2 separate regions of the Gossypium hirsutum genome follow, and region 2 is linked to region 1. The links are chromatin contacts, called in public Hi-C maps. All regions are on one chromosome and are shown on one strand. The core of a region is the stretch at or near the end of the contact, and the rest is flanking DNA. Distances in the headings are between cores, read along the strand shown. Region 1 holds the start of LOC107916852 (XIAP-associated factor 1). Region 2 holds the start of LOC107916983 (GATA transcription factor 24).

What was found. A called contact is a pair of places that touch in the nucleus more often than the background predicts.
Region 2: a Hi-C map of leaf shows a contact between it and region 1, with 2.0 times the contacts expected there. The contact joins the promoter of LOC107916983 here to the promoter of LOC107916852 in region 1. A contact is called at or near these places in 3 of 34 Hi-C or Micro-C datasets (anther, hypocotyl and leaf).

What each region holds. Positions count from the first base shown.
Region 1 is chrA01:33,762,375-33,769,784 of Gossypium_hirsutum_v2.1, reverse strand. It overlaps LOC107916852 (XIAP-associated factor 1), which reads right to left and starts at 1,921. Exons shown (of 6, transcript XM_016846218.2): 1 at 1,758-1,921; 2 at 1,613-1,674; 3 at 1,206-1,341; 4 at 968-1,105; 5 at 751-872. The coding sequence starts at 1,656. LOC121223309 (a long non-coding RNA gene) reads right to left here and starts at 3,268. Exons shown (of 2, transcript XR_005920596.1): 1 at 3,083-3,268; 2 at 2,401-2,783.
Region 2 is chrA01:33,946,697-33,953,447 of Gossypium_hirsutum_v2.1, reverse strand. LOC107916983 (GATA transcription factor 24) reads left to right here and starts at 5,229. Exons shown (of 10, transcript XM_016846371.2): 1 at 5,229-5,937. The coding sequence starts at 5,644. It overlaps LOC107916559 (a long non-coding RNA gene), which reads left to right and starts at 1,510. Exons shown (of 2, transcript XR_001689504.2): 1 at 1,510-1,804; 2 at 2,091-2,453.

The DNA of each region.
Region 1 (7,410 bases), core at 672-3,171:
GCTTGACACAAACTAGATAGATTTTGCCATATTTCCCGAACGACAAGATGGAGGGGAAAACGGACAATAATCAGTAAAAGTACCAAAGGGCTCTTGTACTAGGAGTCAAATTGCATTTTACCCCCTTGCTCAAAAAATGGACAAGTTAATCCTTATACGTTAGATCAATGAACAAATTAATCATTTCTATTAAAAGTTTCATCCATTTGTATAGTTAAAAACAGACATGGTTGACAGAATAACCAGATAGTGACATGTGATCTGCCTTGCATACCTCATACCAACATACAGGGACCATTTTTTAATAGTGGAAATGGATGGAATTTTTAACAAAATAACCTGTTTGCTCTTTGATTAATGTAAAGGGATTAATTTGACTATTTTTTTAGTAGAAGGGGAAATGAAATCTGACTCCTACTATAGGCTTCCATGATACTTTAACCGACAATAATCACATGGATTATGTAAACATTGATTACATATCATGGCTAAACTCCAGACTGAAATGAATACTTTCCAACATAACTCATTGGGAACTAAAAGCTCCCATTTTCGAGAATGAAATTAATAATAAGTACAAAAAGCTATCCTATACCATCAAGGTACCAACTCTTCGGTGCTATATACAAGTCCAGATTGCAAGGCATCAATAACAAGGTTATAAAAAGAAATATAATTTACGGAAAAGCAGTAACTAATAAAATATCTAGCCAAACATTCCAATCGGGAATTATATTATAGCATAAATACCTGGAAGATCCCTCATTGTTTTCTGCAATACCAGTACACCTACTTTCGTGGTTATATCTTTCTCTCAGTCTAACGTATCTGTTACACAGATGACACAGTTCCGTCCGGTTCCCACATACTTCCTAAAATCGCAAAGCAATGGCAACATTGTAACAAGTTCACCTAACAAGTACTAACATTGCATCCTTTTATATGTAAATTAATACAGATGTAGTACCTGATGCTCAGCCAGATCAATGGCGGGCAATGGAAACTCACAAAAATCACAAGTAACGATCCTCTGGGGGCAAATTTCACCTTTATGAATAGCCAGAATTTCACGTTCCATTGTCTCACTGCACAGTGAACACGCCACCTGCTCGAACAGATACGGTGTCAATAGAATCACAAATGTTACGCCACGCATCATGTTCGAACAGAATTGATTCACTTAAAAGGAAATAGAAAAGACCTACCGGAGCATGGGTGTTTAAGAAATGTTCCTCTGCATGCTTTTTGGGAATCATATCACCACAAACTTTACATCTTTCTAGATTACGGGAGCAATGAGCATGATGCAAATCAATGTTAGAAGAAGGTATGGCCCTGTCACTGAACCATTAAGAAGGAAAAGTACTCGTTAAAGGTTCTTCTAAATTCACATGAACTCAATACAACAATAATCGAGAATTTTAGGTGTTATTCAACTAAATTCACTCCCTTCCCAACTTAATTTGTTCAAAACATAAATTACTAATCATTTCTTTATGCATCAATGAATCTCATACTACAAATCAAGCAACAAATTTAAGCTGAAATAAACAAAAAGGACGGGGATCGAGAAGAAAATTCAAGGAATTGAAATTAAATTCTAAAAAATTACCAGTGATTGCATATGCGGGTGGTTTCTTCCGTAGCAATTGCCATAGCGATCCGTTTCAAAATCTTTGGGCAACAAAAAGTATGAATGGAGAGGTAAAATTAAATAAGGGGAACTTAAAATTAGTTATCAAGATTAGTAAATTAACCTGCAAAAAGCCGGGGATTTTCTTTAAAACTCTCCTCGTTCCTCTCTAGGAAATTAAAGTAAAGAGGCTGAGAGAGTTTTTCTAATTACTACTTTGGTTGAGCAAACAGCTTTAGATGAATACTGACTTCGGAGTTTGGACAGTCCACCGTTCAGCTTTTTGTCAACGCGCATTCCGAGGGAGGTGAGTTACACGATTATTTGCTATTTGGGCCTAACTTAATGATTGGGCTTTCAAACTAAGCTTGGAGCGTGGAAAGAAGGTAAAGGTGAAATTGCCTTAACCCACCCAACCAATCATGTGCTATTGGGGTTGTAACTTGTAATTGAAGTTAGGGGCCTCTAGTGATTATGGGTCGGGCCGGGTCGGGTTAGGTCAGGTTTGGATTAGGTCGGGCCCAAATAAATTTTTAAGTCCATTGTCTAGGCTCAGGTCTGGCCTGGCCCGAAATATGGGCCTAATAATTTGTCCAAGCCTTACCCTAAAGAAAATTGTTAAGCTCGAGCTCGGTCTGGCCTGGCCCGGCCCGGCCTATATTAATTTTTTTTAATCTTATTTCATTTTAAAAAAATTTAAAACAAATATTAAAACAAAAAACAAATAAATTAAAATAATTCTTAAAACAATACACAAATTGAAAATATAACAAAAAGTGATTATATTAAAATTGAAACAAAATAGAACTAAAATAATAACCAAATTAATAAAAAAAAAGTTTTACAATATCAAAATAATATTAAAAACGACAACAAAAAACATAAATTATGTTGTAAGACCAAAGCAAGTAGCACCAAAATAAAATAGTTGCAAAAGAACAATAAAACACCACCAAAACAGCACCAAAACAACATTAAGGTTTATGGTTGATCCCACTTTCATACCACACAACATAACAACTCCTGACTAAGTTGTAACCAAAGCAAGTTCAGGAGAGAGAAGGGTAAAGTTCAAGTCCTTCGGTTGACTGCCAATATCAGCTGAATCTCCATCCCCACACTGATCCCCATGAAGAGAAATTCTCCATATCTGAACAGGGGTACCATTAAAAAGAAAATATAAGAAACAATAGAACCTACACATCCAAGAGAAAGAGATCACATGTTCATAGACACAAGGAAAGGAAAAGAAAAGAAAGAGAGAAGACTGACAGCATCATAAAATTACTATTAAAACTCTAACATGAGGTTCTAAGAATCTTTACTACAGCATAGGGAACTCAATATTTAAAATGAAATACCAATTCGACTGAAAGTAGAATGTGTGAATGCCAAATCTTCCATGTACTTGAATAAATCATTTTGCAAGAATATTAGAAAAAATTGTACCTTTAAAAGTTGTACTTTTTGCACCTCATACGTTCTATTATGGTTTTTCTTTTGGCCTAACTTAACATAATATACCCAAAGAAATACCACTTAAAAAGTTTCATGTTAGTTTTAATTAAACAATGACATTTGCATCATAAATGGATTAGTCTACATTTTTTTTTTTTGCCTAACATATTCATGTCAAATATATAATGGACATTTCAAAGAAGATACTAATGTGAGAATATGACCTTTGTTGTATGGTATAGGGGAAAGCTTATATTCATGTTAAACATGTACCTATACCTAAATATAAAAATAGTAACAAAATAGTACCAAAATAGCAACAAAACAGCACCAACATAGCACCAAAACAACAACAAAACAACACTAACACAGCAATAAAACAACACCAAACAATACAAAAAATAGCACCAAACAGCACAAAAAACAGCATCACCAACAACACCAAAATAGCACCAAAAACCTGCAAAATATAATCAACCAACTAGAATATCTATACATTAACCCATCAACATATTTAATTTTATAATAAACTATAGATTGTAAGCTAAATTAAATTGTCAACAATTACGAAGGAAGGTAACCTAAAAAGCAATCAAAGAAACATCATCCTCATAAGTCATCATTATTCTTGCAACCAATTTCTAGCATGAAATAAGAATAAATAATTAGATAATCAAATTGATAAAAAAATAATATAAAATTATAAAAATAAAACGACAATAATAATTACCAGTTGAAAATCCCTTAGCTCGCATCCATTCATTCAAGCAAACAACGGCTTGAACCGTTTTTGGCTTAAGTGAACTCCTCAAAGGTGTGATAACTTTCTTACCCATGCTAAAAGTCGATTCGAAAGCTACAGTCGATATTGGAATTGCCAAAAGATCACGAGCTAATAATGAAAGCTCATTGTATCGAACTGAACTTTTGCTCCAATAATCCGAAACATCTATTTTACCATTCAAGTCAAGCTCCAGTTCTTCCAAATAAATATCCAACTATGACTTTTCACTCCTAGCGCTAGATTCATTTAAATGACATTTATAATCATCACTCTCATCAAAATCTCCCCCAAAATCAGCACTATTAACATTGTGTTCATCCAAACTAAAATCAACGAGATTTTTATCCGAAACATTAGAACTCCCAGCCAAAGAGGAAGACGTGGATTTGGATTTCTTAACATACTCGTCAAACAAGAGTATAAGATTACTAAGAATGGTTTTAACAAAATCTGAAGCATGAATACCATAGATTGTAGTAAAGCAATACTGCACATAATTCAACTTGTAACGAGGATCTAAAATTGTAGCACATGACAATATCAACGAATACTCAGCCCAATATTTATTAAATTTCTCTTGCATTTGCTTAACCATTGGAGTTAAAAACGAATAAGGACCTTTAACTGTATCAAGCAAGACCTTGTGAACCTTCCAAATCCCTCTAAAATAAATATTAGCTATTGGATAATTAGAACCAGAAAAAACACAAGTCACATCATAAAAGACTTTAAAAATTTGCAAAGAATAGCAACATTTCTCCACTCCTCATTAGAAAGTGTAAACATTTGATAATCTTTATCCCGTTGGCCCCAATAATCTAGCACATCTTTATAGTAAAGAGAAGATTCAAGCATCAAATAAGTAGAATTCCATCTCACACACACATCTTGACGCAACTTTTTGGTCACATTTAAAAGAAAACTTTTGTCGACCACATCATAAAATCTTTTCCTACGAATTCCTGACTTTTTTATGTACTTCATTCCATTTCTAGTCTTACCAACAACATTTTTAGCAAGTTCCAAACCAGCTTTAACTATAAGATTCAATATATGTGCACAACATTTAACTTGAGAAAAAGCACCATCACAGAAAATAGCTCGGTTTGACCGAAAACGATTTTTAAGACAAGAAACTATAACATCATTATAAGAAGCATTATGTGACAGCCCAAAATTGACCCTAGTCGGGGAGTGGTTTCGAGACCGCTAAACCGAGTCACCGAAAGGTTTGAATGTGATGTTTATTGTCTAGAATATGTAATCATGAATGTGTGAAAATTTCAAGCTTCGATTTAGTCGATTGCATGTGAATTTAGTCAATAGGACTTATATGAGAAAATTTTAAAATGTGATAGGTCAATGCATGAGGACCTATTAGTGCATGTGGAAGAAAAAGGGGACTTGCATGTCAAATTCCCCCTCCCTAAATAGTAGTGGCCGGCCATGACAAAGTGGATAGGCAAATGGTGATGGGTAAAACATATTATAAAAAGTTTATGACAACATGTTGTGTTAAGAACAATAAAATATGAGGGGAGTGGGAGGAGAAACCAAAGTTGTTTCATCCTTGCTCCCCCATTTTGCCGAAACTAGAAGAAAAAAAAAAGGCTTCATCCTCTTTGCTCTTCTTGACCGAAAAATCAAAGGAAGAAGAAAGAGTTCTCTTGCTTATGTTCGATTTGGATGAGGATTAAGAAGAGGTAAGTACCTTGAAACCCTTGGAAAATTTTGTATAAAGAAGATGGTTAGTCCAAGTTCTAATCATTCCATGGCTTAAGTTTTGATTGTTAGGAGGTTTGATGTTTGGCCAAGTAGGTTGATTTGAGCTTTCGGTTGTGGTTGTCAAGGGAGGAAATGAGATTTTGTTTGTCTTCAACAATTGGTTGGTAAATAAGTGTTAAATGTGAGAAAATTTCGTTTGGGTAATTGAAATAAATAATTAGAGGCTTAATTATCAAAAGGTTTCGGTTTGATATCATTTTATAAGCATAATTAGTTCAATTTGATAATAAGGTATGAGGTGATAAGTAAAATTTTCATGGTGGTTTAGGTTTAATGACATTCGGCTATGGATTAAAAGTGTTAGCTAATTCGGCATAAGAGTATAAATGTTAATCACTTTATATTTGAAGCCTTGAAGAATAGGTTGTGGAATATTAAAGTGTTGAAGGTTGAATCTTTAAGCTTGGTTAATTTGGACATTCGGCTATTCTTATGACATTAGATACAAGGGTATGAAAGGTTATATATATATATATAAGTTTAATTTATTCATGGTAACTTGGCATGTGGATTGGATATATGTTAGTTAATACATGCATTTGGAAGTGATGTGTTTAATAATTAGGTATACGGTTTGGTTTCATTATTGAGTATAAGGGTTAAGTGTTTAAAATTGCCTTTGATGTATACATGTTTATATTGAAATATTAAGGCTATGATAGCCAATTGAGGGTTTCGGCCAAAATATTCAAATAGATTGGTGTGAATGTTTGAGTGATGAATTTGACTCTTGTGTCGAGTTGGGATGATATGTGTATTTTTATAAATAACTAGCAAGGTAATTAAACTAGTTGATTTGTTTATTTAAGCTCAAGAACCTAAAGGAGAGGCGTCCAACAAGGGGAAATCGAAGGTCATCGAGTAGCCGACTCGGAATTATTTTACCCAACATAAAGTAAGTCATTAAGCATGTAGTTGGTATCATTTCAAATGGTCATAATGTTTATGTATTGATGCTGAATGGAATGAATAAATATACATATATATATGCATGTACGTATGTGATGATGAAATTGTTGAATGAAAAGAGGTAAGATGTACTGAGTTGTTGATCTCGGCACTAAACGTGCGGGTATAACCATTTATGACCATGAGATTGGCGCTAAGTGTGCGGGATTAAATTGTACAGCACTAAGTGTGCGATTTGACTATGTTGCACTAAGTGTGCGAAATGAATATGATGCACTAAGTGTGCGAATTGACCATGCGGCACTAAGTGTGCGAGTTTGACTATGTAGCACTAAGTGTGCGATTTGATTACGTAGCACTAAGTGTGCGAGTTGATTATATAGCACTGAGTGTGCAGACTCAATATACATTCGTGAATCATTATGGACACTATGTGTGCGACACTATTGAGTCGATCGCGGACAGCGGATCGGGTAAGTGTCTTGAGTACATGGCTAATAGGTGCTATGCTTATACTTGGTGTTGAGCTCGGTAAGTTTGAACCTATGTGACAAATATACTTGAAGTCACGTACATAAAATTTATCGTAGGATGGGTGAAAGGCCGTTTAGTCGTTTGATTGTAACGAAAATAAATTGATTTATGAAAATGCCTCAATGTCCTATTGATGAGTATATGGAATGTGAATGCATGAATTGAAATGAAACGGAATCGATAGGTTGGAGGAACTATGGTATGGTTCGGTATGGATGGAGTAAATTGTCTCGTTCCATTTTGTTTCCTCTTGTGATAATGTTATTGATGGATGGTAGTGCATTGCTTATGACTTACTGAGTTATAA
Region 2 (6,751 bases), core at 3,980-6,479, 180 kb before region 1:
CATACTTGATGAATGAGAATATCGATCAACCAAGAAAATGAGCAATTAAATATAATTAGCTTGAAAATATGACTCAACCTCAATTATGCATGGAGAACAATTAATCATGGCAATAATGAATAAAATGCAACGACGGCATACATGGCATAATAAAATTATTAGAGGCATAAAATAGAATGCAATTCAAAGAAGCAACATGGTATAAGATTATTGTAAAATAATGTCAAGCTTAATAGACACATGCAATCATTAAAATATATATATATCGTAGAATGAATATTATAAAACACATAATGTATGAATTGACAGATTTGCATAAAAATAAGAATATATATATAATTATTGAAATAGATATTAGAAAATGAAAATTCGAATTAAATTGAATGTAAAATGATTTCAACACAAATTTATTTAAAAAGTTGACAAAAGTATGCGATAATTTAAAATATATACAATACAAAAGAATAGTGGAGATATATGACAAGACATAATGCACAAAATAAATTTATAAAATATGTGTATACGTAAGTTTATTGTAAAAAAAACATGAGATTAATAATAAGATATATACATATACATACATATAAATCTAAAGGCAAATACATGCAAAAACATTTAAATATTATGTATAGGGCTAAATTAATTTTATTATAAACTACATAATAGTTTTACGAACGTGCTCATATATATATATAAAGAAAACTACGGGTATAAATACATAGATTTAGTAACATATATATATAGATTAAGCATAGGTGTTAATAAAAAACACATATATATATATATACACCATAATAATTTAAAAACCATGTTATAAGAGATTATATAATAAAAGACGAGAATATATTTAAAAGAAACTATATGTATAGAATAATGTAAGATTAATAACATGCGTAAAATAAAAGTAACCTTATTATAAAGTGTATATATATATAGGAGTTTAAACAAACAAATTTAAAAGAAAATAGATAGATGTATATATGCATATATATATAGTTACATGTATAGATGTATTTACATATAAATAAAAGTACGAATAACAAACTATGCAAAACTTGATAAAATATTCCAAAATAATATATTAAATGGTGAATAATAAGTAAGTCTCAAAAATAGAAGGGTTTCAAAGAATAAAAATGCTGAAAATAACAAAAAAAAAACTCAATTGAAACAAAAATGAAACTAAAAGGATCATTAATAAATAAAATCAGTTGCTGAAATTAGGAAAAGGACTAAGTTTTGACGCGCGCGCGAATGCAAGGGACTAAAACTGGCAATATACCAGAACCCAAAATGATGCGTTTAGGCGCGGATCAGATTGCAACAAAGCACAAATTATAAGCCTAAATAATAAAAAAAACCAAGGCGCATAAGGCGCAATCGAAGGCTTGCGCTAATACAGAGGACCCAGCACGCAAATTTCCCATTCCGAATGAAAAGGCGCGGATCCGGGTTGCTATCCGGGTTGACGCGCGGACCTTCAATATCCCAAATGGCACTGTTTCGTCTAATTCCTAAAATTAAAGGCCATTGAATGGCAGCTTGCTGTCCCTTTTAGCCATAAGTAGAGAACCCAATTATTAGGGTTTCAACACAGCCGATTTCGATACTTCCGTAACCCTCTGTTCGACCATTTGACTACCACATTCCACCATTGAAACCGATGGAAGATAGCTAGCCATGAAGTCGTTTCATTTTCCTACTTTAAACCCCGCCCCAAAAGGTAAGATTTTTAGCCCGAAAACCTCTCTTAAGCTTCGATCTCAACGAAGAAGAGATGGTCTCCAATGGCTCATATGTGCAGGTAGATCCTTTCCTCTTTACTTTATTTGCTTTCAAAGTAAAATAAAAAAAACAAGAGAATAATCACAAAGAAAGAAAGCCCGGAGATTTAGATCGGAAAATCACCTTCCGATATTGGTTGCTTTTTTTGTATTGCTCGTATATCTTGCGTAAAAATGTGTAGGCGTTCGTAATCCTTACAAGGATCAAAAGCTTGGCTTTTTATAGCCGAAAAGAAAGAAAAATAAATCAAAAATATAGAAACGTTCTTTGTTTCCATTCGCTGTTGTTTTTGTTTCCTTTCGCAGTTACGGTGTCCACTGGCATGCGTTGGCCTTTGGCGCGAGGCGTACGGGGCTGTGCACGAGGGTACGGAGGTGGCTGACGTGGGTGCTGGGGCTTGGCTACCTGGTGAAGGCTACGGCGCAGGAGAAAAAGAACTCTAGGGTTCTGGGGTTGTAATTTTCTGGGCCTACCGGGCCTGTATTTGGGTCTTGGGTCATTTAGGGTATTGGGTTAGGTTTTAGTTATTAGATTTTAATTGGGTCTGGGGTTATGTTTTGGGTTTGTATATGGTACTTGGGGCATCGGGCCCATTGTATTTAGTTTTGGGTACTGGACTGTAAAAAAGGACTGTTTTTTTAATATATATATATTTATTTATTGTTGTATATTTGGGTTTCTAGTGGGCCCGGGCAAATTTGCCCATTTACACTTCATAGGTTAAAAATTAAGTCATTTTACTTTTCTAATTTGAAAATCTTAGTCCAATCATTATTAGTATTTTTTGTAAAAATTTTCCAAATTAACATGATTAGATTGCCCTCATATGATGTTGCATATGATTGACAAAAAATAAATATGTTAAGTTGACAAATTTTGACAAAAAAACTACAAACAACAATAATGATTGGACTAGAATTTTTTAAATTAAAAAAGCAGGAGGATTGGAACTTTTACTTTTAAAGTATATAGACTAAATCTTATATTTTGAATAATTACAATGATTAATACCATATTTTAACCAATTATGAAAAGTGGGAGCATCAAATATTTATAGTTTTGAAAATGTTACCTTTTTCATCGTCCATCACCACTAGAAGTGTTTATGAGTTGGTCTGAGTTTAAGCATGATATTAACAAATTTTATACTTGCTTTAGGATTTATGGGTTATTTTCAGCGCTTGGTTACTTGAACATGTTTTTAATGATTGAACTGTTATTGTGGTCATTTTGATGTTTATTTAATGAGGTATTAGTTACATGTTGAATGATTTATGATTGGGATGGATTATTTATCTTATTATGCTGTATTTTTTTTGTGTCTGGAGCTGAGGTATCGATATTCGAGTTTTAAAAACGATACCTTTATGATATTTTGTTGTGTAGGAAGACAATAATTTAATTCGGTATCGATACCTTATCACGAATATCGATACTCGGGGTAAAATAATAGGTACTTTAATAAATGTACTGGTATTTTCTAGGATTTGATTTTTAGACGAGGAATAGAATGATGTTTTGGTACCGATTTTCCAATTGGTATCGATACCATTTAAGGAAATATCGATACCTTTGTTTTAGTATCGATACCTACATGATTTGTTTTGAAATTTTGTTAAATGAACCCTATGCATGTTAGTTGTATTTATAAGATTATTTGATGTATGTTTAGCGTGTATTAAGTATGATTAGTGTAAGATTGACTCATAACTTGTGCGTATGTTAGAATGGAAGACATTTCTTTAATAATGAGCTCATTTGTATTATGTGTGATGTGAGACGGTAGTGTGGCATCCTAATATTTGGGCTCTGCGATTGGGCCGGGTATAGGGTGCTACAATTATTTTTTTATTCATTTTCCTTAAGTGTTGTTAAATCTCTAAGTTTCGTGACAATTAAAAAATCAATATAATAACAAATTTAACCTTCAATTTTTACATATTATATCAATTTAGTCATAATTTTAAAAAAATTAACCCTCAAAATTTAAAGATGGTCTCAATTAAAACCTCAAATTTTACCTTCCTCTTCTACTTCCCCTACCACCACTACCATCGTTGCTTCCACCTCCTCCGCCTTTATCCAAAAAAAACTTCCTTTTTTTTTCTTTCTTTTTAAACCTAATTTATCATTAAATAATATCATATATATTCTCATTGGTTAATATATAGTTCTATAAGAAATAACAATGAAATTTTTTAAAATATATCTAGTAATTCTCACCTCTACAAAAAGATCCAGCTCAGTCAATGCTTCTCGAACCCTTATGCAAAAGGGGTATCATCTATTTACAAAATTCAAATACTAAGTAAAGTTATAACTTTCAAGTTCAAAAAATACAGACTGAAATAAGTAATTTATTCAAACTTTGATCCCAAAAGTAATGATAATTTTTACCGCAAGGCGTAACTGGCACGGGCTATTGATCGAAGCCTTTGACGAATGTGTAAAGAGCGTCCCATGGAGGTCAATCGATTAAATGAGGCTTATTCAACCCACTTGAATTGGCTCGATTTGTGGAACACATGGAAAAACACATTTACTTGAAGTTTTGTTAGCCTAGTAAAGACTCCAGTAAAACTAGAGTTATCAAGTGAAATATTGTAAATTCTAAGAAATAAGATTTTATAGAGTTTAAATCCCTTAGGACTCTCATATTGTAGATAGATATTAATCTCAACCGTTGATATAATTCGATATGTATCGTTGGATTTGGGGGAGCTCAACTATAAATAGAGGCCTTCCCCTCATTTCTAATTATTCCATTCATAGTTTTGAATATATTTGAAAGCATTTACTTAAACACTTGGTGTGCGCTATTTTTCTGTTCGTTCATGGCTTATTTCTCTTTCGAGTTTACTTTCGTCTTGTTTTTGGTGCCTTAGAGAATTTTGCAAGAATTCTCATTTTTTAAAAGTAAAGCTGAGTTAGGCGAATTTAAACCCAAAAAATCGCCTAAGGCTGCGCGATTTGTCAGACTAAAGTTCTAGCCCTGTGACATAAGAACTTGGTTATCACAAAATGCTAATTTACTTGTTTCTAGAATTCTAATGATATAAATGTAAGAGTTAATTTTTTAAATTGAGGAATGATAGTAGTGGTGGTGGAGGAAGTGGAAGAGGAAGGTAAATTTTGAGTATCAAATTGAGACCATTTGTTAATTTTAAGGGTTAATTTTTTAAAATTATGATTAAATCGATACAATATGTAAAAATTGAGGGCTAAATTTGTTATTATATTAATTTCTTAATTGCCACATCACCTTCCCGTCAAATATTTGGCGACACTTAATAGAAATGAATCAATAAAAAGTAATCTCGATTAATTTGGTGACCAAATTAAAAAATTTGATTGTTGCGTGAAAAAAAAAAAAAAGAAAGAAGGGGCGGCCACCTTTGGTGTCGTTTACATATTTTTACTCAAAAATTTCAGATGGTGATTGTAAGTTGGAGGGATACAAAGCGTATATAAAGTCCATAGTACCCCACTCTACCCCCAAACCAACTTATCCTCAACATCCGTACTCCCGTAAATACAACCCAATCAACATCCACCCCTTTCTTTTCATTTTTCTTATATCCGAATAAGTATTTATCTTCGAAGTTCCAAAATTGAGTTTGTCCAAGGAAACACCACTTCATTCTCGCCCCTGCAAATCTTATTATTGCTCAAGCTAAGAAATTCTTTATCCAGGGTTAGGGCTTATATAATTAAAGAACAGATAATAAAGGCCAATTTTGTGTTACCAGTAGTGACTACACGCATCGCATGGCTCTTCAATGAAACACCTCATAATCGTTACTTCGGGACTTCCATTTTCGGTACAGTTGGAACCCTGCGGCCTTTCTTTGTTTATATATGGCGGCTGCGAATCCACGGCCACTTCAGGTTCGTCCGTTTGAGGAGCACGCGCGAGGGACGATGCAGATCGACGACGACGATGGAGACTATGAAGATGACGCCATGGATGACGTGGAGGACGCGAATATCAACTCCGTCAATGTGGCGGAGCATGGAATGGGACTAATAGGCCGAGTTATTGGTGGCGGTGGCGCAGCTGGTGGAGGCGTTGTTAGGGCGTTGAGAACTAGCGAGCTTACTCTCTCCTTTGAAGGAGAAGTTTACGTGTTCCCTGCTGTTACATCTGAAAAGGTTTTTATCCTTTTTCACAAAAAAAATAAAAGTCTCTTTGGTAATATTTCTGGCAATAAAATAATTTATTTTCCTGCTATTCATCCTGTTTATTGCAAAGTAAATTTGAAATTGGGCCTTTAGATTTCTATGTTTCGGTTCTCGTATTTTAAAGTAATGTTTTGACGTCTGACATGAAACCAAGTTAACTGAAAAGACTAAAAAAAAAAATTAGACTTCCATGTTCCTAAAATTTATTGAATATGAAGGATAAAATGAGACGCCAAATTTGGTAAAAGTATGTAGAAGTTTTGATTAAAAGTTGGGTTGTGTTTTGCTTTTTTTACTTATAAAATGAGTAAATTAATTTTTATATCTTTGTTCAAGGTGTATATTAGTTTTTTCTATTAAAAATATCATGCATTTGTATAACGCTGACAAAATAATCAAATAGTGATATGTGTTACATCATCATGATGTACAAAGACTAATTTTTAATAGTAAAAGTAGATGAAATTTTTAATAAAAAAAACTAATTTGCTCTTTACTTAAACATAAGAGACTAATTTACTTATTTTTTGAGTAGAAAGACATAATACATGGGCTTTTATGGTACTTTTCCTAGTCAAGTTCATGTTTTAGGATGTAGGATTTAATTAATGAATTATTCCATAGTACAAAAGGACGTGGGTTCAAGGATGTTGAAGTACATTCATCCTACTATTTAACGATTGAAAAGAGAAGAGGTTATGAGTAATTCTAAACATTTAATAAAAGAAAAGTAACTTTGTTCGACAGATAAGGTATTTCATGTCTTAGGAGTCTCTGCATCCCC